5 separate regions of the Mus musculus genome follow, and all the other regions are linked to region 1. The links are chromatin contacts, called in public Hi-C, HiCAR-type and HiChIP or PLAC-seq maps. All regions are on one chromosome and are shown on one strand. Each heading gives the region's core, a stretch centred on a gene start, on an enhancer-like site or on the middle of the called end of the contact. The rest is flanking DNA. Distances are from core to core; before and after follow the strand shown.

The links. A called contact is a pair of places that touch in the nucleus more often than the background predicts. HiCAR-type assays count read pairs that join an accessible place to other places. HiChIP or PLAC-seq counts read pairs in DNA pulled down with a chosen protein or histone mark.
Region 2: a contact with region 1 is called in a HiCAR-type map of embryonic stem cells, with 4 times the contacts expected there. The contact joins the enhancer-like site here to the promoter of Pja2 in region 1. A contact is called at or near these places in 2 of 39 promoter capture datasets (the 3T3-L1 cell line and frontonasal cranial neural crest), 4 of 484 Hi-C or Micro-C datasets (LSK cells, hematopoietic stem and progenitor cells, liver and 1 more) and 7 of 115 datasets of contacts at active chromatin or transcription factors (bone marrow-derived macrophages, embryonic forebrain, embryonic stem cells and 3 more).
Region 3: a contact with region 1 is called in an H3K4me3 HiChIP or PLAC-seq map of bone marrow-derived macrophages, with 2.3 times the contacts expected there. The contact joins the enhancer-like site here to the promoter of Pja2 in region 1. A contact is called at or near these places in 3 of 39 promoter capture datasets (the 3T3-L1 cell line, hematopoietic stem and progenitor cells and neural stem cells) and 3 of 115 datasets of contacts at active chromatin or transcription factors (acute myeloid leukemia, bone marrow-derived macrophages and embryonic stem cells).
Region 4: a contact with region 1 is called in a Hi-C map of B cells, with 24 read pairs. The contact joins the enhancer-like site here to the promoter of Pja2 in region 1. A contact is called at or near these places in 6 of 39 promoter capture datasets (the C10 cell line, the HPC-7 cell line, hematopoietic stem and progenitor cells and 2 more), 1 of 15 datasets of contacts at CTCF or cohesin (CD8 T cells), 4 of 484 Hi-C or Micro-C datasets (B cells, macrophages, peritoneal macrophages and 1 more) and 2 of 115 datasets of contacts at active chromatin or transcription factors (CD8 T cells and memory CD8 T cells).
Region 5: a contact with region 1 is called in a Hi-C map of adipose-derived mesenchymal stem cells, with 2.1 times the contacts expected there. The contact joins the enhancer-like site here to the promoter of Pja2 in region 1. A contact is called at or near these places in 4 of 39 promoter capture datasets (the 3T3-L1 cell line, 3T3-L1-derived adipocytes and hippocampal neurons), 1 of 15 datasets of contacts at CTCF or cohesin (the NIH/3T3 cell line), 1 of 484 Hi-C or Micro-C datasets (adipose-derived mesenchymal stem cells), 2 of 115 datasets of contacts at active chromatin or transcription factors (the NIH/3T3 cell line and forebrain) and 1 of 9 other capture datasets (adipose tissue).

Annotation. Positions count from the first base shown.
Region 1 is chr17:64,329,495-64,335,039 of GRCm38.p6, reverse strand. It overlaps Pja2 (praja ring finger ubiquitin ligase 2), which reads left to right and starts at 3,157. Exons shown (of 10, transcript NM_001025309.1): 1 at 3,157-3,244.
Region 2 is chr17:63,846,852-63,852,396 of GRCm38.p6, reverse strand. No RefSeq gene overlaps it. Among named protein-coding and RNA genes, the nearest start is that of Fer, 14 kb to the left of the region's middle. Within about 2 kb of position 2,641, at least 303 of the 459 cell types and tissues checked have an H3K27ac peak or open chromatin away from gene starts, as enhancers often do. A contact at or near this core is called in bone marrow-derived macrophages, embryonic forebrain, embryonic stem cells and 3 more, where this site is marked.
Region 3 is chr17:63,892,188-63,897,732 of GRCm38.p6, reverse strand. Fer (fer (fms/fps related) protein kinase) reads right to left here. Exons shown (of 19, transcript NM_001037997.3): 2 at 1,450-1,715. The coding sequence starts at 1,656. Among named protein-coding and RNA genes, the nearest start is that of Fer, 31 kb to the right of the region's middle. Within about 2 kb of position 2,377, at least 9 of the 459 cell types and tissues checked have an H3K27ac peak or open chromatin away from gene starts, as enhancers often do. A contact at or near this core is called in bone marrow-derived macrophages and embryonic stem cells, where this site is marked.
Region 4 is chr17:64,751,168-64,756,712 of GRCm38.p6, reverse strand. It overlaps Man2a1 (mannosidase 2, alpha 1), which reads right to left. Exons shown (of 22, transcript NM_008549.2): 22 at 1,603-4,299. The coding sequence ends at 4,141. Among named protein-coding and RNA genes, the nearest start is that of Dreh, 13 kb to the left of the region's middle. Within about 2 kb of position 2,437, at least 140 of the 459 cell types and tissues checked have an H3K27ac peak or open chromatin away from gene starts, as enhancers often do. A contact at or near this core is called in B cells, CD8 T cells, the HPC-7 cell line and 6 more, where this site is marked.
Region 5 is chr17:64,001,482-64,007,026 of GRCm38.p6, reverse strand. All of the region lies in intron 12 of Fer (fer (fms/fps related) protein kinase), which reads right to left. Among named protein-coding and RNA genes, the nearest start is that of Gm52300, 34 kb to the right of the region's middle. Within about 2 kb of position 3,381, at least 83 of the 459 cell types and tissues checked have an H3K27ac peak or open chromatin away from gene starts, as enhancers often do. A contact at or near this core is called in the NIH/3T3 cell line and adipose-derived mesenchymal stem cells, where this site is marked.

The sequences.
Region 1 (5,545 bases), core at 1,908-4,407:
TTCATTATCATCAAGGTGGGAAGCATGGAATCATACAGGTTGACTTGGTGCCGGAGGAGCCAAAGTCAATGTCTTGATCCAAAGGCAGACAGGAGAAGTCTCATCTGCACTGGGTGGAGTTTAAGCCTCAAAGCTCATCTCCACAGTGACATACTTCCTCCAACAAGGCCACACACCCTCCTAATAGTGCCACTTGCCATGAGCCAAGCTTATTCAAACCACCACATCAGGCAATACAGATGTTGTTGTTTTGATGAGCATTTTTTAAGAGCACACTACAGAGCTAGAGAGATGGCTCAGCTATTAAGAACACTGATTGTTCTTCCAGAGAACTGGAGTTCAATTCCCAGCAATCACATGGTAGCTCACAACCATCTGTAATGGGATCTAATGCCCTCTTCTGGTGTGTATGAAGACAGGGACAATGTACTCATATACATAAAATAAATCAACATTAACGAAAAAATAAAGAGCACACTACACTATGTGGTTCCTGCAACCCTCCTGTGTTAGGGAATGCTTCTCAACTTCGCAATCAACAATGCACTCAACAGTGCATTTACATTAATATGTACTATTATCTCATGTACATACAATAATATAGTATATAAACTCATAGGGATTTAGTACTTCATTCTGGGCATGATATGTGTCTCATGGAGTAGGTTATTTAATCTGTACCAACAATGTATAAGCAGGTACTCTTACTTTCACATATTAAAAATAGTAAATCCAGGCCAGAGAGGTAAGAGGGTTGCAACATTTATACATGCAGGAGCTCGTGTGAGAATCTCTCCATCTGAGCTTAGAGTTCATGTTCTAAGGCTCCATCCCAGAACTTCTCAGACTGCAACATAAATCACTTGCGATGCCTTGCATGACTGTACTTGGGGCACGATGGCAAGATCAGAGGCAATGACTCACACGGTGAGAAAGTGGATTGCTATTTTGGGTCTATTTTTCTATCCTTTCATGACATCACAGCAAAATGTCACTTGAGTACTGTGTCTTTATTATATAGGCATATAATATTTGATAATGTTTGATATTGTACCCTCTTAAGGAGGAGTTCATGATTCAGGGTTTAGTTCTGATCAGTTAGGGTTCTCTGGAGTCACAGAGCTTATAGAACGAATCTTTCTTTCATATGTGTGTGTGTGTGTGTGTAATGTATATGTATCTATAAAGGGTATTTATTGAAATGACTTATAGACTGCAGTCCAACTAATCTAACAATAGCTATGCTATCTGTGAACAGAAAGTCCAAGAATCTAGTAGTTGCTCAGTCCCACAGATTGGGTGTCTGAGCTGGTCTTCTGTTGATGCTGGAATCCTGAGGAAGAAGGCTCCAAGGCCAGTGAAGGAATGGATGTGCTACTAAGGCAAAAGCAAGCAGGCAAAGAGCAAAAACCTTTCTTCTTCCCCATCCTTATATACGCCCAGTAGAAGGTATGGCCAAGATTAAAGGTATGTGTGTCTTCCTGTTTCAAGATCTGGATTTAAGGTATGCCTTTCTATCTACCTCAAGATCTGGATCAAAAGCCTGTGTCTTCCCATCTCAAGATCTAACCAGGAGTATGTCTTCCCAACTCAAAGATCCAGACTAGAAGTGGATTCACCCACATCATACTAACCAGAAAAACCTCTCACAGATGCGCCCTCCCTTCTGGATTGTAGTTCATTCTAGTATACCCAGACATGGTATGGAAATGATTGAGATTTGAGAAGTCCTGCACCTGCCAACCTGTTAGTGTGTTCAACTGAACCAATCTTCAAGACTCTAAAGGAAAATTAGTTAAAATATACATTCTCTTTCAAGAGAGCAAGGACTTGGAGACATGTAAAAGAGTAATTTGGGGGGCGGGTAAAATATATGCTACTGGGGTATTCTGGGAATTAAACTTGGTTTCACAAAATGTCTAGCAATTTCTCGTGTTTTTATGGGAAATGTCGAATCATTTCTTTACATCGATGGTAGAAAAAGTAGTTTCAGTTCACTGGCAGATTTTACAGCTAAAGGACATCACAAGAAGTGGGGCTCTTAATCTGTGTGGGTAGGGAGGCCACGTGATAAATATATCCTGGGCTTTTGAGCTCTGGGTGATGAAGCTGGGGGTGGGGGCGGGGAGTTAAGAGAAGAGAGCTAGGCTGTAATCAGAGAAGCAGGCAGGCTTCAGGATGAGAAAAGGGGACATGTGCATCACTGACATAACGAACTTAAACTGTGACTGGGTTTAAATTAAGCAAGGTGTCCAGGGACTCCAGCTGTTGTATTTATTTTGGTTGCATGAGACGAGAGCTGATAACTCCGAGCCTGACACCCGATATAACTTAGCTGTCAGCTGCTAAACTCTGGTCAGGCCAAATCTACATCTCACCTATAGCTGCTTTATACAAACAGAATCAGAGAGCAGGGCGAGGGTCTGACCAGTGGTGGGCGGGTACCACGCACCACAGAGAACCACAGCAAACAAGCTCTTCGTACGTTTCTTTCCCTCGCTGCTATCAGAATTGCAACTGGTTTCGGATTTTCTTTTCTTGTACTTCAAATTGCAAATACTGGGTAACTTCTCACAGCCTTGGGAACCGAATTCTGCACCTCCATTTTGCTGGGGGGCATGCGGGAATGGAGGGAGAAGTGTAACTGCGCCAGTCCTGCGCTCAGCTCTCCACACCCCCTTCCCTTCGGGAGACCCCGCCCTTTTCTCCCAGCCAAACCACAAAAGGCCTGACAGTGGATCGGGCCTCGGCGCCCCGCCCCCGCCCAAACGTCGCAGTGCTGCAGGGGCGGGCGCAGGGCCAGAGAGGGGGCGGAGCCAAGCGCGTCTCCACTCTCCTCGGCCAATCCGCGAAGGGCCTGGGAGAGAGCTTGCAGGCGCCAGGCAGAGAGACAGCCCCAGTTATTTTCCCTTTTTCTGCCACGTCCAACCATGACGTAGGCCTACTTCTAGGACTGCGATTGGATGCGTGCTTTTCCCCCTGCAGAGGGCCGTGAAGTCTATTGGCTGCGCCCTCAGGGGGCGGGGCTAAAGCGCTCCCTTCCTCCGCCTCCTTCGCAGCGCAAGGGGCGGGACGCGCCGCCGCCGCCGCCGCCGTCACCACCTCTGCTTCCGCCGCCGCCGCCGCCGCCGCCGCTGCAGCCGCTGCGCGTTCGGCGGGGGAGGAGTCGGAGGCGGAGAAGAAGGCGGTGGTGGCGGGTGGAGGATCGAGCGCTGTTCTCGCTCTGGAGCCGCTGCACATCTCGGTGAGGGCAATTTTTATTTTTTTCTCTCTCCATTCTGGCTGATTCTGTCAGAGCGGATCTGGGTGAGGGAGCCGCTGCCCAGGCGCCTCGGCTTCGGGGGTCTCCGAGGAACGGACCGAGCCGTGGCCGGCCATGGTGGGTGGGGTTGGCGACTGAGAGGCCTCCGGCCATCCCGCCCGGGGCCGCGCTCTAGCCCGAGCCGCCGCGCCCGCCGCCCGCTCGCTCCCGCCGGCTGTCTGCTGTCCTTGGTGCCCTGGTCAAGGACCCGGCGCCTTGCCCCTCGCGGCCCGCCAGTGCCGCCCACCCTCAGGCCCGCCGCGGAGGACCGTGGCGCACTAGGCCTGCGGGGCCCCTGCCCGGCCCGGCACGGCACGCCTTCCATCCCTGCCTCCCGGATTTGCGTCCTCCCCGATTGTCACCGAGGCCCAGGCACCCTGTCAGGCAGTGCCAGTGGCCTACCGTCTTCTTGGTCAGCGTTAGGCCCCAGCACGCCTGTCAGAGGCACCTTCAGGGCTCCCCTCCCCGCCCCCACCCGCACCTCCACCCCCACCCCAAGATGCCTCCAGGTTTATCATTTTTTGCGCACATTAAAAATGGTGAGTTGAAAGCTGCCCAGACCAAGTTGAATAAAATAAAACAAAAAAAAAAATTGTATGTCTACATAGACAACTGCTTTGACGATCCTCATTCTGTCAAGTATACGATTCTTTTTTTTTTTTTTAAAGAGGCCTTACTCTATTTTTATCACGAAATATTTGCTATTATTTCTTTTAAGATGGCAGTCATTGCTGAAGACTTAACAGGTCATTTGATGAGTGTATACAGGAACGTAAAAAAATAACAGAAATAAACGTAACATGTTTGTGATTGTCTTCTGGATTTCATGTCTTTTTATATGAAATAATTTTATTCTTCTATTACAGACATGCACCCTCCGTGTAAAATTCAGCAGTATAAAGAGAGAAGTATTAAATAAATACTAATATGTGACTATTTTCATCCTTCAGTGCCCCACCAGTATTTCGGTTTGGTGGTCATCTTTCCAAGTGCTTTCACAAACGCATCTTGAAAGATACACACACATGCAGAGTTGTCTCCTTCAGGGATGGGGGTGAGGGCTATGCTGAGCACATTTGTGTAAAGCTTGCTTCTTCTAATTATATATCTTGGACATAGACTCCCGTTTTATGTAGGCCTCCCTAATACTTTTTCTATCTAAGGGTACATCCTATTTCTTTAATTTGATGGACTTTAATTAAGTATTCCTACTGAAAGCCGTTTCAGTGCTTGCAGTTGAAAGTTATGCTTTATACTAAAGGTAACTAACTCACGTATTGATTGATTGATGCTGAACTGTAAGCTCTGAATCGTTTATTTTAGAACATTTCACGGTGTGGAAGACTGTAATGTAAAAAGAGCAGCCCCCACTTTGCCTTCTAGTATATTGCCTCTATCCCAAGACTCAGACACTGTTTTAATAAGGGGGAAAAACCTGTGTGATCATTTCTGGAGCACAGATCCAGACGTACAGTTGCAGAAGTAAAGGGTATGAGTATTTAAATCTGACAGCCATCTAACCCTTATTATTACTCTTTTTAAAGATATTATTACTATTTCCTGAGTGTTTCTTCTAGGTGGTCTTCAGACCACTTGTGAGTTAAAATTTAAAAACCCTATTTTGAATAAGATTACACATAAATTCTTAGAACTGTTTTACAGTCTTAAGCCCCTCCCCAAACTGTTCTCACCATTTTATTCACATCTTGCTTTATATTAAAGCTTTAGTTACCCCTCATATATATCATTCCTTTTCAATATTCCCAGCTCCTTTATAGTTGTATTGCTGTAGTAGATGAAAACTTTAAGGTAACTTTGTTTTCCTGTCTCTGGCAATAAAAAAAAGCTTTTGATCCTTGCCACCCCCCCCCCCCCCCGTTTTTCATGGAGCTAATATTTGTATTTACTTGACAATTATCTGAAAGTATTTTTTTGGTTTCCTTTCCAGTTTTTATGACATTCTGACATTGCATTGCCCCTTAGGTGCTACATATTGTTGAGTAGTAGGGCTAATGCTACTAAGACTAGGGCTAATAGTTAAAATATGTCACTTTTTCTTTAAGGTAAATGCTTCTGAGGTTAGCATTAAATATGATTTTTCACAAAGCTTTTTAATAGTCAATATTAGGTTAAAATATGCCCTTCTGTTTTTAGCTTGCCCAGATAATGTTTTTGTTCTTATTTTTAAAAACATTTACTGAGCGTGTGTGTGCACATGTGTGTTGTTACAGCATGCTTATGGAG
Region 2 (5,545 bases), core at 1,392-3,891, 480 kb after region 1:
TATTCTTGGGGTTTTGGTATTTTATTCTTCTCTCACTTCTCGTCCTGCACACTCTTGTGCCTGCTGTCTGTGTGTCCCAGGCAACATTTCCTACAAAGTTGGGCCAAGGTTGAATGTTACCGATAACTATCATCAGGCAAGCAGATCTTCACTATTGTCCTGTAATTCTATTTGCTAGCCACTAAATCGTGCCCCATTATAGATTTTCATCTACAAATTACTATCTGGAATTTCCCCTCTCAGGCGGCTTCCCAGTGCACTGTGTTCAAAGTCCCCAAGTGACATATTGCAAATGTGCTGCACAGCCCTTATCGTGGTTCTCAGGAAACTTAAAAGTTGTCCTTAGGGGAACAGTCACTGCTGTGCATTTCATTATTGAACAGAAAATCTGAAAGAACAATATCAACTTTTAAATGAAATTACAGGCCTGGAAGGGAAGCATAAATGTAAGAAGGAGAATACCTCATTATCACTCGTTCAAGTGGCTGGAGTGAAACTCAGGTCGTTGCATATTCCGACACTGAAAAGTCTCTTGGACATACTAAAGAACATCATTATGCTCACAGCAATGAAATGAGAAAAGTTATTACAGGGAATAACTAAGAAGAATAAAAGAACACCAAGACAGGTTCTTAAAATGGATAATATAGTAAGCTCATTAATAAGTATTCTGAAACAGCTCTAAGGTTTTCCAATTAATCTGAATTCTTTGGGGTTGCTAGACAGTTGGGAACATCAGCCTCATTATTAGTTTCCTCTTGTTTATTTAAGCCACCCTGCTTCTCTGCTAACTTATGCAAGATTGTTTCTGCCTATATCTACCTAAACACAAAGAAGTATTTAACTTTGGTGTTAGTATTCATGAGTAAAATGAGGCTTCTCTTTAAAGACCTAGGAAGTAGACAACAGGCTTTAGAGCCAAGAGTGAGCTTTTGAAGGACTCATGTTTTACCATCTTGATATAATCCTCTAAATCGTCTTCATAATGTAGAAACTTCTCTCATGCAGAACATCTAAGAATTGTTGTATGTCACCTCAATACACCTAACCACCAAAGGTTCTTTTATTGTTGGTGGTAGCACATTTAGAAATAAACATTACCCATCATTTTCCCTTGCCCACTCTATTTACTTTAATATGGAGTAAACTCAACTTTCTAAATGGGTGAGACGTGTGTTCAGAGTTCTACAGCTGGCCAACAGAAATGAAGATGCTTGTGATGGTTTGAGAGAAAATCGCCTTCAAAAACTCATGACGCTATAAGGGATTGTGGCCTTGTTGAAAGAAGTGAGTCACTGGGGCTGGGTTTTGAGGTTTCAAATGCTCAAGCCAGGCCCAGTGTCTCTCTGGATCGCCGCTGCCTGTGGATTTCGGATGTAGAACTCTTGGCTCCTTTTCCAGATCCCTTGCTACCTGTGTGCCACCGTGCTTCCTACTACCACGATAATGAACTCAACCTCTGAACTGTAAGCCAGCTCCAGTTAAATGTTTTCCTTCTTAAGAGTTGAGTTGCTGTGGTCATGGTGTCTCTTCACAGCAATAGAAATCCTAACTAAGACAGTGTTCTGAAGAAATAATCATGTCTTTCAGTCTATCTGACTGATCAAGTGATAGACCATCCCTATGCATAGAAGAGGCTTTTCCCTAGGAATCTCATATTGGAAGAAGGGAAAGGCACCAGCCAGAAGGGAAACCTGATTTTACACAGTTCCATTAACTTGTCCTACCACCTTACAGGATAGGCCTGAAGCTCAAGCACTGACAGCTCAATTGTGTGGGAAGTCACGCTGTGACCTGGTAAGCTAGGTGGACCAAAAGTGGACTTGGTAAACTCTCTGGATCTCTTTCCCTCTTCCCAATGTGGCCATGTTGAATACATCTTTTTTTTTTTTTTTTTTCCCTGCCTTCCACTTTTATTTTGGCTCTTTTAATTAGCTTATTGAGGACGAGTGGCTGGACCATACTTGAGGCTCTGGTGGTGACGCTACAGGTTCAATAGCACTGTCTTTAAAGTTTGTAATGCTGACCCCACCCCCAGTCTTTTCCGTAGCCATGCAATTATAAAGCTCTGAATTAACGGAGGAGGCCATTGGGCAGGCAGTAGAGCTAATGTTTACCTCCTCGAAAGCCTGTTGGGTTTCTATAGAGGTAAAACGGAAGCCCCAATCCCACACCCTACCCACGACTTAGGAAACTGTGGTTAGGTGCAGCTTTCACATCTCTCTCTATATGAAGGCGGCTACAGCGAGAGTCTGAGCCCGAAATCAAGGCATACAAGAAATCAGTTGAAAATAATAAGAGGGGTGTGTGTGTGTGTGTGTGTGTGTGTGTGTGTGTGTGTGTGTGTGTGTTTTGTTTTTCCCATGCAGCAAAAGGTAGAATTTTAGGGACACAACTGATCAAGTTCTCTGAGATTTTATTTTATTTTTTAGAAGTCAACACTTAGCAGGGGTAGCCAGTACAGGAACAAGATCTCAAGACAGGGTGTTCTGCTGCACCACACCAGATCCCAGGACCAAGACTGTCTAAGGCATCGCACAGACCCAGGCCAGACCCCGCCCAAAGAGGCCGGCCCAGCCCTAAGCAGCGAGAGCAGAAACCCTTTAGCGTCCTAGAGCGGCCATAGCGTGGTGCGGAAATGGGCGGAGCATCTCCGTGGCCTGGTCCAAGCATGCTCAGTGCCCTGACTCGGCTGGTGGGTCGGGAGTCTCCACACCCGGACCGGGATTCTAACGCGTGGACACAGTGCTGTCCACGCCCGCACAGTGCTAGCCGCACCCCGGCCCGGAGTGTCCTTTTCCCCTGCAGAAACCAGATTCATTCTGCACCGAGCTGAGCCCGCGGCAATGGGAAAGGGACAGGGCTGGCTCCCTGACCCAGAACTGCGTCTGGAGGGGCCGTCAGACATTTGCCTTAATTTTCCAGTCTGCAGTATCAGTGATGAGTATTTCCCAAAGTATTGCCAGAATTGAGAAAATGAATGAGAATACCAGGAACTTGGTTTTGAGCCTGACATTGTTAAACTGGAATTTATCGATAATACTTGCAGGCTCAGGAGATAAACACTCACCCCTGCATCATCCAACTCCGGAGGCGGTCACTGACTTCCTCAGTGGAGGATGAAATGCTGGTTGGAGTTCGAAAGAGCAAATGGACTCTAAACAACTACAAAAGCAGTATTTTTAATCACAAGGTCAAGTGCTTAAAACAGGGAGACCCTTAAAGAAAGAGGATAGAGAGTAGAAAGTGAAAAAATAAAATAAAATAAAAGCTTCCCCAAAATATAATTTCAGCTGTGATACGACGAAACCAATGAGAAATAACAAGTATGAGAACTCAAGCGGGAAGGTGTATTAGTAAATACAGTGAGACTCCAGTCTGTGGACAGTGGCAACCAATCCTCCTTCGCTGTGTTAAGCAATATGTAGGAGAGTCCCTAACGTGATCAAAACGGATATCTGAAACCCTATAGTAAAGTACCATTGTCTGCCGTCTCTCATTGCTTCCAACGTAAAGTGCACGTGGCTAATTTGTGTGGAATGATCCCTAGGAGACCAAGGTTCCTTACGAATTCTGCCTCCCCACCTGATGCAGCCTTCTCTGCGTTCATTGCGCCATCTCCTTTGGGACGCCTATATTATTCATGTCAATCGACAAGCAGCTGAAAAACATTGCACATTATGAAGCAACTTTGGTTTTTATTTAGCACATGGATTCGTGATATCCTAATTATCTTCATAATTGTAGAATGTGTTTATTCTTTAACCACTCCCTGTAAGCACAACTGAGTAATACTGTTATTATAAACATTTGCAATTTAAGTAAAGATAGGATTGTGAGTTACAAGAATCTTTGCCCTTTGCTTTCATTTGAGACTTTTTCCCTGTTCCTATGTTCTCATCTCTACCTGCCCAGAAGGCATTGGAGAACCATCGGATGGCAGATGGATGAAGGCTGAATCACTCTTGTTCTATCTCCTACTTTCCTGACTTAAAGTAGATTTTATAAACATTTTTAAAAAATTTTAAAACTTTGCATCTTTTTGAGACAGCATCTCTTGTAGCTCAAGTTGGCCTCGAACTCCTGATGTTTCTGCCTCTAGTTCCAAAGCGCTGGCTACCATGTGTGCTGCCCTCCCAAAGGTACCTCCATGTTCTGCCATATTTTAATCTTAATTTTCCTTTGCCCCTGACTACTCACATCGCTGTAATTTTATTATTCAAGTATGTTATTTTCTCCTGCCATAATTATCATTAGAAAGTGGCGTTTTCAAAGTACTTGTTTCTGAACCAAAAAGAAAAGAGAAAAAGAGATGCAATCATGATGACAACATCATCATAGAGTACAGAAAGTATAGTAGAGTCATATACTCTACTATAGAATAGGTATATTGTGAAAATATAATCGTTGTATGGAAAGTGTGTTCAGAAGGTAGCTAACAGTTTCTTCTTTAAAAGATCTTTTGGACGGCTGACAGGGATCACTCAGCAGACCCGACCACTTAATACGCTTGAATAGGACCCACGTTCAGGTCCCAGCTGTCAGGCGCTCACAACTGTCCGCAACTCTAGTTCTCAGGAGATCTGATGCTTGTGAGCTCTGCCTGTACCTGCATCCAAGTGCATATCCGTATATAATTCATTAATGTACATATATATAATGTACACGTATATAAATCATTAAAGGATGCAGATCTTAAATGTCTCTTCTTGCTTGCTTATGTGACAGGGATGGGCTCCTTGTCACATCCCACTGATCTGCATCCCCAAGCCAGCTCCTGTCCTTTTCACAGATCCTTTGATACGTCTCCATTTCTGCCTTACATAGTGTATTTCCATTAGCAGTTTTATTCTGCACTTAGTAGATTTCTCAGAGGATAGTCTTAAGTCTTTCTTTCCCTTGTACTTTGTTTATTTGTTTGTTTGTTTTGTTCCCAAGTGATGCTGAGCATCCTGTCCTGTCTTCGGGTTGGTTGAGCCAGAAATCTGCTTACTAGATAGTTTTCTGCCTGCTGTCCTGTGCATATTTCTTGCTCACAAATCCCCACATGTACATGCTGCCTCCACTCCCAGCCCCACAATGTTTCCTCGGCCTTTGAACCTATCTTAATGACAAAACCACATAAATTACTCTTGTGATAATGATATCAATCCAGCTGCAAGTACCCTGTGTGATCAGTCACCCCTTATTATGCCCTGCCTGGAAATCCTTTGCACTGGGGAGGCCTCTTGTTTTTAACAAAATCTCAAATGTTCAATTTTACCAATAAAGACTCAAGAGCCAGATGCTAGGATGAAAGCCTGCTAGCTCAGAGAGGCAGAGAAAGCAGCCAGCTGACCTTGTTCCTCAGCCAACATCGCAAAAGGATGCTCTCCTCCTCTAGTCTGTCCCCCAAGTCCCTCAAACTGAATGTCCCTCCCTTCTACTTCCTGTATGTCTCTCCATCTATCCTCATAACTCCCTCTATGTTCACTTCCTGTCAACTGATTGCTTGTTCTGCTTCATGACCTGTGGTTGACTTTATTTACTCCTGTTTACAATAAGC
Region 3 (5,545 bases), core at 1,128-3,627, 440 kb after region 1:
TCAAGAATACATAAAGAAATACAAACACACCCAACAAGCTCAAAAGATGCTGAAAGCAAAGCAAGGACTACTAGATAGACAATTAGCAAAGTGCCACTCAAAATAAGGAGAAGTGCTAATCCAGAAAAGCTGAGGTGGGGAGTGAGCCCAGAGGCAGCATGCTTGCCTAGCATACACAAAGCCCTAGGTCCATCCCCAGCACTATGGAGAGGAGGACAGGAATGACACTAAGTAGCACACATGATAGAACAGTTGCTATGACTGCTTCCTATTGGTCAAGGAAAGGAGAAGGCGCACACTAAGTAGAAACATGGAAGACACAGAAAGGAGTGCCTAACAGATGTGTACCAGGTACTCGTTAACATGGGACCTGCACACAAGCATCAGAGAAATCAAAGCTATGTAAGAAACCGCATTTGTCTTTAGTTCATTGTGGGCTGAATTTTGTAGCTGATGAGCAATGTTTGCCTTTCATTCTTCAGTGTGTGGTTATGCGGTTTTCCTGTCGCTTTAACTTAAGAAGCTGGCCTCTCTACTGTGTTCTTAGCACCCCAGCTGAGAATCACTGGGTCGTGTACAATTCCTTTATCGTTTTTGTTCTTGACAAAACTACCTCTTCCTTTCACCTCATGATTGTAAGCTTCACCCTGAGGTTGGAAAAACTGTAGAGATTAAAAATAAAAATAACTTTAGGCCGTCCAAGTACTGTCTACTGCAAACTTCAAAGAGTAAGTTTCAGGACAGCCAAGGTTACGTATGCCTTGCCTCAAACTTTTAATTAATTAATTTTAAGAAAATCTCAATTAAAGGTGGTAAGTAAATGAAAAGAATTAAAGGAAGATAAAACAAAAAGAAAGCAAATGGTCAAATAATACATTTAACTACAGTTAATAATAATATCAAATGCCACATTAAAATGTATTCTGAACTGAAAGAATTCTAAAATAAGCACATAAAAATTTAGAGGGCACGGGGATGAGGACAATGCTTTAGTAGGGAAAGGTGGTAGCTGTGCAAGCTTGAAAACCTGGGTCCAACTCCCACTCACACAACAAAGGCAGACTTGACCGCATGTGCCTGCAATCCCGGGGCTTTGAGGCAAAATCAGGTGGATCCCAGGAGCTTGCTGCCCACACAGCCTAGCATCTAGGCTAAGCCCAAACCTAACCAAGTTCCTAACTCAGGACTGAGCTGGAAAGCTATACAAAACACCACTATGCTCCTCAGGCCTCCACATGCAGTGTTCAGGTGTGTGCACCTACATACGCCCCGATCTGTGCATACATGTGTACACCACACACAGAAAGATCCTTTAGAGGATGCGGATGAGACAGTATTAAGAGAAAATTTAAAACACTGCAAGTTGCCATGGGTATGCTCGTTCTATAATATGATGTTTGTTCAAAGGACAAATGTGACCCTATACAAAACAAGTGGGGTCATTCTTACCTTGGACACGTTGCTGACATAATTCACTTGCACAGTGCTTTCTTTATCAACTTGATTACAAAGATTCTGTAGAGTATATGCATATTCTTTATCACTCTTTATTCTCAGAGCCATAAATTTCTTCACTGTCTCCAGCAACCGTAGTTCCCAGTCTTGCAACTTTAACACAGCTTCCTGTGAGTTCTTCAGGTCACTCCCAAATCCCATTTTGTAAGATATAGCTTATCCTCCACACTGTGCACGTGAGCCTGCTAGTCAGCACATATCTGTGAACACAGACGTGAGTCAGTTAGAAGGAAGTTTATCCTCCAGTCAAAAGGATGGCCCACTGGGTTGTTGGGTTGGTTGGTTGGTTGGTTGGTTGGTTGGTTTGTTTAACTTGGAATACTGCTTTATTTCTCAAATTTGGAAGTGATTTTCTTCATTGTGAACAAACCTGAGCAGTATATAATTCATCAAAATTGTTTTTAGAGGAAATACAATGTAAAATAAAGTACATCAAATTATTTAAATCAATTCATATATTTATCTTAAATCCTGTAATTATTTTTTAATCAAATTAATATGACACCAACACATATTCCAAATGTATGTTTTTGTTGTTGAGTCACAAAATACAAATTGCATTTCAGAGTTAGGTAATAGAATTTGGGAAATTAACTGATTATGTTTCCCAGGGTCCAGCTTCGACAAGAGTCAGGGGTCATCAAGGACTAGGGATACCTGGTAGGTGAATAAGAAAACGTACAATTGACATACAATACTGACAGGCTGTTCTTTTTTGACATGGGAGCCCTTGAACTCGGAAGTCAGGGGGTTCACCTAGACTTGACTCAGCCCCAGTCTTTTATTGAAATCATACAAGGAAGTTGGAATCCCAAAGTTCACAGAGGGTGGGTAAATGCTTCTCTATTTTCCTGTGCCAACATTTTCTAATGACACAGAGTAGTACAGATTTAGAACAGAAAAAAGGGAACTATACAATCTCAAACATAAAAGTTTTATAGCAAGCACAATTTTTTTTGTATCTCCCAACCCCCAGTCTCTGGTGAGGTTGGGGACAGCAGTATTGGGGTTACAAAGTCAGTATCTCAGACATGTATGAGACAGTATGGTTTCATAAAAGGACAAACATGAGATCATACTGCTAACCCTTCAGTCTTTGGATCTGCAATCTAGATCAAACATCCAGGACCCCATCTGTCTGTCTACAAAAACAGCCTCACTTAATCCTACGGGGCTGCCACCATCATCCCTGAACCCGAGTGTTGTGGATAGCCCTGGGGCTAATTATATTTGATGTTAAATCTGTTCTCCTCCTGTGAGTGGCTGCAAAGAAGGAATGAGTCAGCACTCAGGTGATTTCCTGCTTCCTACCTTAATTTGTAAAATAAAGGAGAGCTGATGATTGGGCAGATAAAAAGGGAAGGTGGAGCAGAAGGTAGGAGAGAGAAGGAGGAGAAATGGAAGAGGATGCAGAGGAGGAAGAAAAGAGGAGCAGAAGCACATTGCCTGGAGAAACTGCAAGTTCTAAGGAGTCCGATAGATGGAGAAGATGGTAGTATAGCGGTAGATCTGCCCAATCTAGGCACACAGCATATATTAACTGTGTTGTGTTTTCATTGCTAGGGCATATTTGGAAAGAGATTTACCACAACCCCCGAGGAACCCATTGCTGACTTTCTGGGAAATATCTGTATATTATTCCAACCTCAATTTTATGATAAAACTATCCTATTTTTATTATACAGAATTGACACTAAGGCTGGGTGAACAGCTGCAGACTTACTCATCTCTGCCTGTGACTCTAGGTTACTTGTATTATTGAATGACTATAACATACATTTCTCGTGAACTCATGAACAGCCTTCACTTTAATACTATTGGTAACATCTAGCTTCTGGATATCAAGCGGGCTCCTACTATGTCTTGCCAGGTCACCAAATACCGGCTTAATCAAGGAAGGAAGAGAGAGAAAGAACAGTAAATAGATAAAAAAAAAAAAAAATGGTAAGTACTAAGAATAATTGCAGAAATGACATCATGAGGTGCTTGCACCAAAGAAGCAACCTTGGGACCTCTCTGAACTCATACTGGGGCCCACAAGAGACCATAGCCTCATGCTCTGAAACATGGTACCCCAGGCAAGTTTTTCTCCCTTGTCATCAAGGGTCCCAGGCATCTCAAGTTTAAAGTGGGGTGTCTCCAACGTATATTGACATTACAAAAAATCCAAAAGTATTAATTTGTTTAAAAGTAAACATGTTGGGGCTAGAAGAACTAGCCCAAACACCTGGGAGCTCCCAGAGACTGAGCCACCAACCAGGCCAAGGCCCCCAACACAAATACACCAGAGGACAGCCTGGTCTGACCTCAGTGGGAGAAGACACGTCTAATCCTCAAGAGACTTAGGTCCCAGGGAGTGGGGAGGCCTGGTTGGAAGGGGCACCCTCTTGGAGACAGTGGGGAGGAAAAATGGGATGATGTCTTCTCCCAAAGGTCAGGAAGAACCTGAGGATGTGCACTGCACTGATGTTCTACTAGAGGCTCTAGACATTGGACTGGTAGAGTAAAATAAAAGACATTTGGGATAGGGGGCTTGTGAGATGGCGCTTAGAATGTACAATGCTCTTCCTAAAGACCCAAGTTCATTTCTTAGTGAGGTATGGCACACGACAGCCTGTACTCCAGCTCCAGGGCATCTGACACCTCTGACTCCTCAGATACCTGTGTTCACATGTACATACCCACACATGCACATATAACTAAAACTAAAACTAATCAGACCAGACAAGGAAGAAGTGAAATGATTTCCATTTGCAGAGGATACCACTTCACAAACAGAGACCCAAATGAAGGCTTGAGCAAGTGTTAGAATTGAGTGTTATATTACCAAGTACTACAGACAAGGAGCAGATGTCCTCCATGGGCTCCTATGTTAAAAACCTGCTCCCCAGCTAATGATGCTACTTGGAAAACTCTAGATGATGGAGCCTAGGTAGGCAAAGTAGGTCATTGGAATGTGCTTTTAAAGATAATAGCTTATTCCTGGTTCTTTATCTCTGATTCCTGGTTTCCAAGGTGAGCAGCTTCTACAAAACACTCCTACTATGATATACTTATTCTCTTACCATGAGCTTAGAAACAGAGCCAAAGGACAATGGAAGGAACTCATTGAAAGCATGAGCCAAAATAAATGCTTCTCTCCTTAAGTGGCTTTGTTCACATATTCAGTCACACCAGCACGGCGTTAACATACATACCACAATCAGTGTTAAAAAGTCAGCTAAATGTCTACATACCAGAAAAATCAAACCAAAAATTGTTAAAAAATCAATTCCATTTACAGAAACATGAATAAAAGAATAAGACACTCGGGAAGAAATCTTTCTTAAAACCAAACATGTGTTCTTCAAACTAAAAAGCCAAAATTATAAATAAGCTCCTCAAAGACTCAGGTTCAAAGGTAGAAGAATTAATGTGTTAATAAGGCAAGATCCTCCCATTTGATCTATACATTTGACATTATCTGTATTGAAAACACCTTGTACATCGAAGAAATTAAGACACAAAAGACCACATATTGTATAATTCTATTCACATGACATGTCTAAAAATAGTCCAACTAGAGCTACAGGACAGATGTGTGGTTTTCTAGGGCTAATGAATTTGGAGAGAAATGGGGAATGATCTCTGAGAAGGATTAGATTTTCTTCTGTGGTGATGGAAGTATTCTGAAACTGGTCGTGATGGCAGCACAACTCTGAGAGTGGATGAAACAACTAAACTGCACAATTCCATCAGGTGAATCCTTTAGTATGTGAATGTTACATTAGCTATGGCTTGATACCTCCCTCAAGGCTGCATGTGCTGGGATTTAACCCCCTGGGAGAGGTAACAAGAGTGGGGAAAGTTATTCCCACTGTGGTACTTACCAGAAAGATCTCTGGGAGATGATCAGGATGAAGTAAGTTGTTAGCAGGGAGCCTCATCATTGAATCCTGGTAGCTTTATAAGAAGCAGACAACCCTGAAAGTCTTCTCTGCCTGACTGCTTGTCTTTCTGTATATGTCTCTGTCTCTCTGTGTCTCTCCAT
Region 4 (5,545 bases), core at 1,188-3,687, 420 kb before region 1:
CTTTATCCTAGGCAGATGGATGGACCTGGAGGGCATCATCCTGAGTGAGGTAACCCAACCACAAAAGAACTCACACAATATGTACTCACTGATAAGTGGATATTAGCCCAGAAACTTAGAATGCCCAAGATATAAGATACAATTTGCTAAACGCATGAAACTCAAGAAGAACGAAGACCAAAGTGTGGACACTTTGCCCCTTCTTAGAATTGGGAACAAAACACCCATGGAAGGCGTTACAAAGACAAAGTTTGGAGCTGAGACGAAAGGATGGACCATCTAGAGACTGCCATATCCGGGGATCCATCCCATAATCAGCTTCCAAACGCTGACATCATTGCATACACTAGCAAGATTTTGCTGAAAGGACCCAGATATGGCTGTCTCTTGTGAGACTATACTGGGGCCTGGCAAACACAGAAGTGGATGCTCACAGTCAGCTATTGGATGGATCACAGGGCCCCCAATGGAGGAGCTAGAGAAAGCACCCAAGGAACTGAAGGGATCTGCAATCCTATAGGTGGAACAACAATATGAACTAACCAATACCCACCCCACCCTCCGCCCCCCGGAGCTCATGTCTCTAGCTGCATAGTAATCAGAAGATGGCCTAGCTGGCCATCAGTGGAAAGAGAGGCCCATTGGTAGTGCAAACTTTATATGCCCCAGTACAGGGGAACGCCAGGGCCAAGAAGTGGGAGTGGGTGGGTAGGGGAGTGGGTGGGGGACTTTTGGGATAGCATTGGAAATATAAATGAAATAAATACCCAATTAAAAATACTATTTAAAACAGTAAAAAAAATATATATATATATTTACTAAGGCAAAGTTACATAGTTACATGAAATATATATATACATATATATATATATATATATATATATATATATATATATATATATATATATATATGGAGAGAGAGAAAGAGAGAGAGAGAGAGAGAGAGAGAGAGAGAAGAACCAAAACCTACAGAGCCAAGGACTTAGTTTTCATTACCTCCCCAGGGAAATGGTTTTTTTGGTTTTTGTTTTTTTGTTTTTTGTTGTTGTTGTTTTGTACATTTTACTGCATGCCACCAGAAATAAATCAAAGTTTTCCAGTTAGCACATCACCTGTGGAGCCTCAGGATAGTATTCTTTGCCCTCAGCCAATGGCGCTTTCTGAAGGTGCTCCTCAGCCATGGCTGCTGTGCATTCACCCGGGCAGGGCAGTAGCAGCATCGGAAACTCTCTCTTCCTTCGGCCTTATTTTCTGGATCTATTTACAAGGGCCTTCTTAGCTCTGTGTGCTGATTTACCTTCATATCCTGTTCTGCCCTGTTCTTTCCATATCTAGAATCTGACCAAAGTGTTCCTTTAATCTATCACACACAGATGTGAACTCACTAATATTCATCTACCACCTGTTCACAGAACACACCCTCATCCTGTCCCCCCCCCCCCCACCCTTTTAACTAGGGCTGGGCTGAAGAGAGCTGATTTTGTCACAGCAGAACCAAGAACAGCCACCTGGCCCCTCGGCTGCTTTGCTCTACTTCTTTGTTATAAAAGTGTTAATAGATCTGTTTGAAAGTAGGATTAAGAATTACTCCAGAAGACAATGCACAGGATAAGATTATATTTTATTAGAGATCTTATATTACATATTCCCAAAAAGTTATAAAAATCTTCCAAGAGAAAAATATCAAAACCTGTTGATTTCAATGAGCAAAATAATCACAATGAAAGTAAACATTTTCTTCTAGACAAAGGACTGTGAAAACACTTCAGCACGAGTACAGCAAAGACACGGGATGATAATTACAATGTCTTCTAACATCATACAGCATTTTCTTAAATCAATTTTTTTTTTTAGAATGCTGATATTTGAACCATGCACCTCTAAACAAAATTAAAATTTCAGAGAGTGGGGAGAGAGTAGCGAGACAGTCTTGGTCCACTGAGCATCTGTGATAACAGATGTACCAAGCCTAACTAAACAGACCGCCCCCCCCCTCCCCCGCTGTCAGGTCTGAAGTGTGGCTGACTGCCCACGTGTGCCAGAGAAACCAGTTTCTGACCATAACCCAAAGCAAAAGACACCCTCTCTTCATTTCCCCAGTGTTGTAATGTGAAAATAACTTTAAAAAGCAGAAGCTTGCTGGTTACATAGAGTTTCTGCTTCACCTGTGAATAAGGAGCTGGTGGCCAGAACACAGAGTGGGTCCCCTGTGTCTGCTGTTTTTGTTTATTATTTATGTCAGCCACTGGTTTCATTTGGCCTCATCAGAACTTCTGTAGTGATTAAGCATAGCCACTTAACCACAGAGCACAGTGAACATCCACAGGAAGGCATACACTTAAGATACAACAAGAAAATAGATCATATTCGTGGGACTGGCGCTTGGTCGTCCTAGCTAGCGTCTGCAGAGGTTATAGGAGGAAGTGGTTTTGTTGTACTTTCAGTTGCTTATTCCCCAACAAATGAGGAAGGGAATGTACGTCACATGCTTACTGCATGAAATTATACCCTTGCAATGGTCCTGTCATTCTGGTATTTCCTTAATGATTATAGGCAAAGGATTTTAGGAACTCAACAGAACAGCGAATGTAGGAGCTGCATCTTGAGGAAGAATCCAGATGACGATCAGAATAAACAGTGAGGCAGAAATGCTTTTCTCTGTAATGTACTGGAATGGTAAGAGGTAAGTGGAGGTTTAAAGTCAAAGAATACTAAATTAGGTTAAGACACTGAGGAGAATTTTTCAAAAGTGGATATAGCCAAAGCATTCTTTCTATACCAAAATTAAATACTATTATTCTATTACAGAAACAATGATCTCAAATGACCTCAAAGGTCCCATGATGGTACATGGGCTAGACTAACACGCTGAGTTTACCACACACAAATGTTTGGAACGTGTTCTTTAGTAAGGAACATAAGATGAGCTACACACAGAGGATTTTAGAAAACAGTCTATTTTTAAAGCATTCTCTCTTTAACGCGGTTAAGTACTGTGAAATGCAAGAAGTACTTGGATCTTGTGGGTTACGAAATCCTTGCTTCAACTTGCAGTTTCCTTGGCAGCAGCATATTTTAATTAGCAATATTTTTCTCCCTTGTTTCGTTTTCTGACATCTCAGTACATTCAAATAGTCAAAATGTTTAGAGTAACATCACCACAAATGTAATGACACAGATCAGGATGTGGCCAGCATTATCAAGCAAAAAATTTTACATAATTTATGTGTCATAGAAAGTACCCACCCCCTATCCCAACCTCCCAATACCCCACCTCCCAAACAGTAATATGGACAGTAATAAGATTTAACAAGACTTATAAAAAAATAAGGCACATTTATTTTTGATATGGTAATTTAAAAATAGAAAACCCCACCTTGGAACACCTGTATTCAAATGAGCTGTATAGAAAGACACCTTGTGGTACCTAAAGTGGAACTGCTTCTTCTGTTTCAGTGACAATGGAATAAATTGCACCCATCCCATGTTGTCAAGTAATGAAAATACACCTCTTTTTCTACTGGTGAACGACTAAAATTATCACTTATTTTTTTAAATGTGTGGGTAGGAAAGGGTAGCCAAGAGGTTCATTGGAAAAGAGTATGAAAACCAACTACATTTATCATAAGGGTTGAGGGATTGCACTTTTCCACATTATTTTAACATACAAAATATTCAAATTTATATCAATGATTACAACTACTTTGGCCATTAAGCTGTTACCTACCAACTTCTGATTTTTCTTTCTATTTAAGTCAAATGGGTATTTTTTTAATAAAACATGATCAGAGATAAGAATACTTCTAGAGAATCTCTTTACAACCCTCAATGCAAACATAGTTAGCATTTAACCTGAGATGCAGTCTGTTGAGGGCTTATCTTTCAATAGTTCTTCATTTTTGTTACCTCAGTTCATACTGATAACGGTAGCTGTGGGACAAACTCAGAGAAAGAAACCTTTTTTTAAAGCATGGCTTTTTCTTACTAGATTGGTTTAAAAAACAAAACAAAACAAAACAAAAAAACAGAATCACAGAATTCATGTTCTCACAGTAGCCAGAAGCTAAAGTAATGTGCTTAGTTATTGCACGTTAAACCAAGGACGGTAACAAAGCCGGAGTTTCTCTGCTCAAGTCTGGGTCAGGTCCAACGCAAGCGGATACGGAACGTGCTGATCTCCATGGGGCTCAGGCTGACTTCACTCATGTTCTGGGCATCTGGAGGGGAGTGCATCAAGGACAGAGAGGAAGGGACGAGACTCTCCACAGCAAACTTGTTGAAAAGTTTCAGAACTGACATCTAAAAAAAGCAAGTGCCAAGATTTGCAGATTTAGAGCGGTACTGAGATTTGCACATTCAGATCTGCCCCGGGAGACTCCTAGCACATCTATAAACTCAGTTTAAGGAAAGCACAGGAAGAAATATATTTATCTGCTGAAGTTCCCTTTTGAGAACATGAAGGGGAGAGGACATTACATTCCCGAACACAAACCATCCCTGGAGACACATGGCTGTGAGCCACTCCGCCTTGCAGTTCCTTTAGTTTTACATGAGGACATTTTCAATAAAAGAGTGGACATCTAAGAACCAAGAAATTCCAACAGTCCCAAGGACTTGAAAATCATCAGATTCTTTGGTCAATATTTCTCCATAATAATGGTGGCGATAAGACGATCCCCCCCCCCCCTTTCCAACAGAATTGAAAAATAAGACAGTTTCATGATAACAATGGCTTATTTTATTACTGGTCCCAATCTATAGAGATGTTAGGAAAATATATTTGTCACTTTACCAGGTTATCCTAAAGTGTCTCTTGGAATAATATCCCTCGATTATCCTTCTTAAGACTTAACACATTAATTCTAGAAGGTTCCTTAGGTATATTCAGATCATCAGTACCAGAGTGGAAACACACAGGAAAGTGGGGTAAAAACAATGCATCCAAGTGAGCATTCTTCTCAGACCTTGGAACGTGTGCTAGCATGTAGAGTTGGGACAAGATTGCTTGACTCTGTTTTGTAGTGTAACCTATGGAGTTCTGGCAGAAAGTTGGCTCTGATAAGTTGTTGGGTGTGCAGACCTAGCTATGTGCAGAGACCCGCCAGCTAAGTACTTAACTACTTTGTGAGACCTGGCTCTCTTAGAGGCAGGAGACTGGATGTTCATCCTTCCAAGAAGATGCTGATGAACCGCCAGAAGAACTTGAGGAGAAAAATCAAGAACAGGCAACCAGCCAGCAGGGTGCAGACTCAAGGGTTATCTGATCTCCACAGTGATGACTCATACACAAATCTAGATCAATCAGGAGACTCAGACACATTTATTTCTCCAAATGAGTCAACTGACATAGCCTCGGCACAGCTACCTCTGGTTGTGTTCAGTTAATCCGCTGACCATGGTTTTGATGTTTATGCTGTAACTTCACGGCTGTACCAGGCATCTTCCCTAAATCTTAAATCTGCCCTAGCCTTTGTGGAATGTGGCTTTAAACTACCAGGGCCAAGCTACATGGTATGTGAGCACAGAGGGCTCAGAGGAGTTGAAA
Region 5 (5,545 bases), core at 2,132-4,631, 330 kb after region 1:
GCTCTGTGTTAAGAAGTAATTAGCCTCTTCATTTTCTCTCATGATCTAGCCTTATAGAGAGGCATCTACTGTGTCATTCCCTTGGGCTTATCTCATCGTTTGCAAGTCTCCAAATGTAGTTCCTATTAATATGTCCAAAGATACATGAAATGTTAAAAGCTTTCCAGTCTCCTTTCAACCATTTCCTTTATTCTGTTTTCATCTATCATTTTTATATAAACACTTTTACCTTCATATGTGTTTCTTCAAATTGTATGACCTTGCCAGTGGAATGTGAAGTACATGTGTGCATATGCATGTGCATATATTTATCAACACTGTTCACACTTCCATTATAGTTTTCTGAGCTAAGATTTTGTTTTTGAGGCAGGGTGTCTCTATGTACCTCTGGCTTACCTGAAACTCACTACATGGATCAGGATGGCCTCAATGCACAGAGATCTACCTGCCTATGCCTCCTGAGTGATGGGACTCAAGGCACACGCCACCACGCCCAGCTGAGCTAATATATTATTCACAATAATTTTTTTTTACTAATTTCAGGTTTAATTTCTGTACATTTATTACCAATCCCACTTTTAAATGTATTATTACAAACTGCAATGGGATTCACATAAAGCCTATAATGTTGGCTTACTTTCAATTTTACTAATATTTTACCTTAATGCCTATGCTAATTTTTAATAAAATGTTTTTACTTTTTACTATTATGCTTCTATGAAGCAATTTTCTTGTCTTTATATGTATATTTCAGAAGAAGACACTGAATCTACAGCATGACCTGAAGCACCTGGTGGATCACTCAATTTATTTGAAATAAGGAAAAAAAAGCACTATCAGGACAAAAAGTCATGCCCTGTTCCTTGACCTTATACTAATTACAGGGGTTGTTATGTCTACAGGGACTAAAGAAAGCAGGAGTAAATGGAGCACAAGTGACCCCACACCAAACAGCACATGCCACGTGATGCCACAGTAAACTCTTCCAGAGCAGGACTCCTGTCTGCCCATGCTCAAGTTATGTGTAATTCTTATGAGGAAAATAAAACAGTAAAGATAGCACAAAACGCTTTCTTGGGTATGTAAGTGATCGATACCATTTTGCTATCTTTTTCAAATTTGCAAAAACTTGACTTCAGAATGAACTTTATGTGGGTGTGCCCATTTATCAACATGAAATGTCAATGAAGATTTCTTGAGCCAAGGAGTTCACAGCCAGCCAGAGCAATAAGGAAAACCTTGTCTCAAAAAGACATAAAGATGAAAAGGAGGCAGGGTTGTGGGTTGGGTGCCTAGCAAGCACACTGCCCTTCATGCAATACCTAGTACTGGAAAGAAAAATAAGAGGCAGTTGTAGTTTTCTTTGCAAATGTTATTCTGGCTGAGGCAATTTATAAGCAATTGTGGTCCTTTCCCGTGACCTCCCAAGCTCTGAAATGTCCATTTAAGAGTTGAATTTTAGCAAGCTTACCCTCATTTTCTTGATTTTCTTGACTTTCTTTCTCTTTCTCTTTCTTTCTTTCTTTCTTTCTTTCTTTCTTTCTTTCTTTCTTTCTTTCTCTCTTTCTCTCTTTCTCTCTTTCTCTCTTTCTCTCTCCCTCCCTCCCTCCTTCTTCCTTCCTTTCTTTCTCTTTCTTTTAAAAAATGCATGTTGTCTTTTTTATTATATTACATATAATATTTATTTATTATATGTAAGTACACTGTACCTGTCTTCAGACACTCTGGAAGAGGGAGTCAGATCTTGTTACTGATGGTTGTAAGCCAGCATGGGGTTGCTGGGATTTGAACTCAGACTTCTTCAGAAGAGCAGTTGGTGCTCTTAACCGCTGAGCCATTTCTCTAGCCTGGAGTTTTAACCAATTTCTAATGTACTAGGTGTCTTAATTATTGCATTACCAAATACTTTTCCACAGTTGAAAGATAATTCCCCCTCCAATTGACTTTCAATAATCCTCTAGTAGTCTCCCCACATCCTCTCAGATAAATACTAATGTGTTACATTTCTGTGTTTGTTAGTAAAATGAAAAGATCAAGCATTTATTTATATGCTTGATAAGAATTTTTCAGATCCTAGTCTCCTATATTTTCAGCAGCTTAGTCAATGCCCCACTGTTTAATTTTTTAAATCTTAATCCCCAAGCACACTTGCAAACTGCCCATGCCACTGCTTAGCTGTAGTGGGGCATTTCATCCCATTCCATACTTCTGATATTTTATACTTCTGATGCACATTTTCATACTTTTTTATTTGTTATCAATTCGAACAGTTGAATAGTTTTTATAATTGAGCACACCCTCATTTCCCTTTCCATATTCTCCAGAGCTCTCCCTCTACAAACTTTAACTCTCCACAAAGAGTTTATGAAAGAGCTACTAGCAGCACAGCTGTATACAATGGGCGATCAATGAATCCTTGCTGATCACATCAAACAACAACAACAAAAAACAACAACAACAAAAAAAGGAAAGTAAAAAGAGAACAGAAAGGGGAGAGGAAGGGAGGGCAGGAGACGGAGAGAAGGTGACAGGACAGAAAGAATAGTCTCCAGAGGTGAATGAATGTGGGGATGTAGGGGTGTGTGTGCGTGTGTGTGTGTGTGTGTGTGTGTGTGTGTGTGTGTGTGAGAGAGAGAGAGAGAGAGAGAGAGAGAGAGAGAGAGAGAGAGAGAGCGCTTGCCTAGAGCAGCCTCTTCATGCTAGGTCAAAATTATACCATTTTTAGAAGGATGCATGTTAGCAGATGTAGAAGGACTTGAAAGTGGATTTTTATTCTTCCATTTGTCTTCTGATCCTCTGTGACCTTGATTCTGCTATTAAAACTCTGAAGTGTCTGAAGTCAAATGTTTCTGACAGACTCCAGATGGATAACTTCAATATTTCCTCTGTTCTTAACTTGGGAATTCCACAAGGCTTTGAAAGACTAGTCTATCTGATATGCTGAAGAAGCTGCTAAGAATGACTGTCCTGTCAAAAGTTTTTCTGTCACAGGGTGACAAAAGTTAATTTACTACCTTACATATATTTCATTACCTAGAATTATATGAATCATCTGTCCAGATTTTAGTCAAAACTCAACTCAATTAAGAATTAAACAGATTTTAATTTGGGCTAGAGCAGAAGCTGAGAGAGATTTAAAGGAGGTGAACAGCAAGGTGCCAGCAGGATCCCTGAAAAAGCAGCAACTGTGACAATATGATGTCATAGCGGAGGGACAAGCCTCTCTCGGAGGGGCATCAGTGCTGAAGTCTGTGCTGGAGCTAGCGATTCCTTCCTCAGGAACGTTCACTGAAGTGCTCCGTCACCTCAAGCATTGCTCTGTGCAAACTGCCAGCATCCCAGCATCAACTCAATGACCTCATCCAGGAACACTGGCTGAAGAGTCAGTGCTAAGGAATGCAGCGGGGCTACGACGCCCAGGCTTGCCATCACTAGTCCCAGGAGGAGAAGGCAGTTCATGGGCATGTTAATAGCAGTGGTAAAGAAGCACGGAAGCAGTCAGCTTGTTCTATGCGTGTTCTACCACACTGACACCATTCTGAGTGACGAAAAGAGTGACGGGAATTCGGAAAGTGTATTATTGCAAAAGTGGGCTATATTAGACAAGAGAACTAAGGTATGCTCAAAGTGTGTGCTGCATAGACATGAGGAGCATTTCAATGAGGAAAGAATATTCAGTTTGGCTTTCTTAGTCAAAAATATATCAAACATCGTTCAAATTTCTAATTCTAAAATTATTTAACTTTCTATATATCCTGTTCTAAAACTACTTTTGAATGACTATCACAAGCATACAACTCCCAAGATTAAAAAAAAAAAACATAATCTTCATGCAGAATACTATTTTAAGTATATTTCTTTAAAATTCTCATGAGACTGTGAAAATCAATTTTGGAACATCAACTTCTCCAAAAAGCCATAAAATAGGTATTTCTGCTTCATTGATTCTTTATCATTAGGATACCGTGAAGGAATTAAAGTTTAAAGAGATCACCATTTATTTATACATCAAATGACTATCAGGCTATTTTCTGATAAAGGTGATTCCCACCCCACTTCCTATCTTTCCAAGGTTAAATGGATGTAAGCTTGCTACACTCGGGTAGCCTGACCCATGGAGCCCAGGTAATGAAGAGACCACACAGGTGTGGAGAGCTTATTCCTTTTCACACAGGTCAGTCTGCATGGATGGCCCTTCAGCATCATGGCATCAGGACCACCCACAGGGTGCTGAGACTTTTCAGCACCACTCCCATAGTCCCTCAGTCTGTTGGCCTGCAGTGGGGCCAGAACAGTAAATAAGGTGGTGTCACAGGTCACTAAGCTAGGGGGTCACAAATTTATCTCAGCAGCACCCCATCATTATCTAAGTCCCAAACTGATCTTATGCCTTCTTTCGTCATTTCAATGTCACTGGTTATCAATACACTGAATGGTTTCTATAAGAAAGCCACAATTACCTGTACAAAATACAAATTTGATCATAATTCTTCTCAGAATAAAACCTTTCAGAGTTGTCTATCACCCTCAATACAGAGATCGAACCCTTGTACATAAAATAACAATCATATGTCACTCCTAACCTCACTTCCTGCATATACTATTGCCCTAACGGATGACCACAAAGTGCGACAGTCTAAAGCGGCACAGACTAGTTACCTTACAATTCTGGAAGTCAGAGGTTCTCCAAAATCAAAGATGAAGCTCCCTGCTCGTTTTGAGTGCCCTAGGGTTCAGTGAAGGCAGTCTCAGGGGACAAGGAGGAGCAGAGGCAGATGGCACCTGACACCCTCGTCTGACCTCAGACGAAGTGCATATACCACATACCTCAGACACAGGGAAAGCAATGATCCCCATGTTTTCCAACTAGTGTAGATTTAATCATTTAAATGTTTAATGATTTAAAAGGATTTATTTAAACAGAAAATAATGTCACCAAAATGTATTTGAAAAATCTACCTATTTGAGATGACCAGTTCCAGATGTCCCTAGCAGCAAGACTACAGATCAGAGAGGGCCACGGTTGACATTTGAACATCTTTTCCTAAAAGGCATGCTAGAAATAACTGACATCAGCTGATGTGACTCTGCTCTCCATCAATACAGCTAGTCCCCACTGAGATTAGGGGACAAAGAAATTAGAGTTCACTTTTACAGTGTTGCCAATTCTTTGTTCCACCTTTAATAAATGCAATTTGTTACATAATAACAGAAGGAAATACAGTTTCTTTTTTCCAAGACTTATAAATGTATATGGATGAAGCTTTCCATTAAAAAAATAATAACTCTAAGTTATCTTTCTAATGCCCATGGCCTTTCTAATTTAAACCCTGTTACTTCAATGTCATTAAGTTTTTAACATACATATTTATTAGTCTTTGAAAAAGAGGACTTGGGACCAGTTCTCTTTGAGAGCCAGGTAGAAGGTGAACATGAATTTACTTAGTAAGATAAAATGCCAACAGCTCTTTTCCAGAGTAAGCCAAGCTTGCCTATCATGTATACAACCATCCTTTCCCTTCTGAACTAGGTTTATACAAGACAG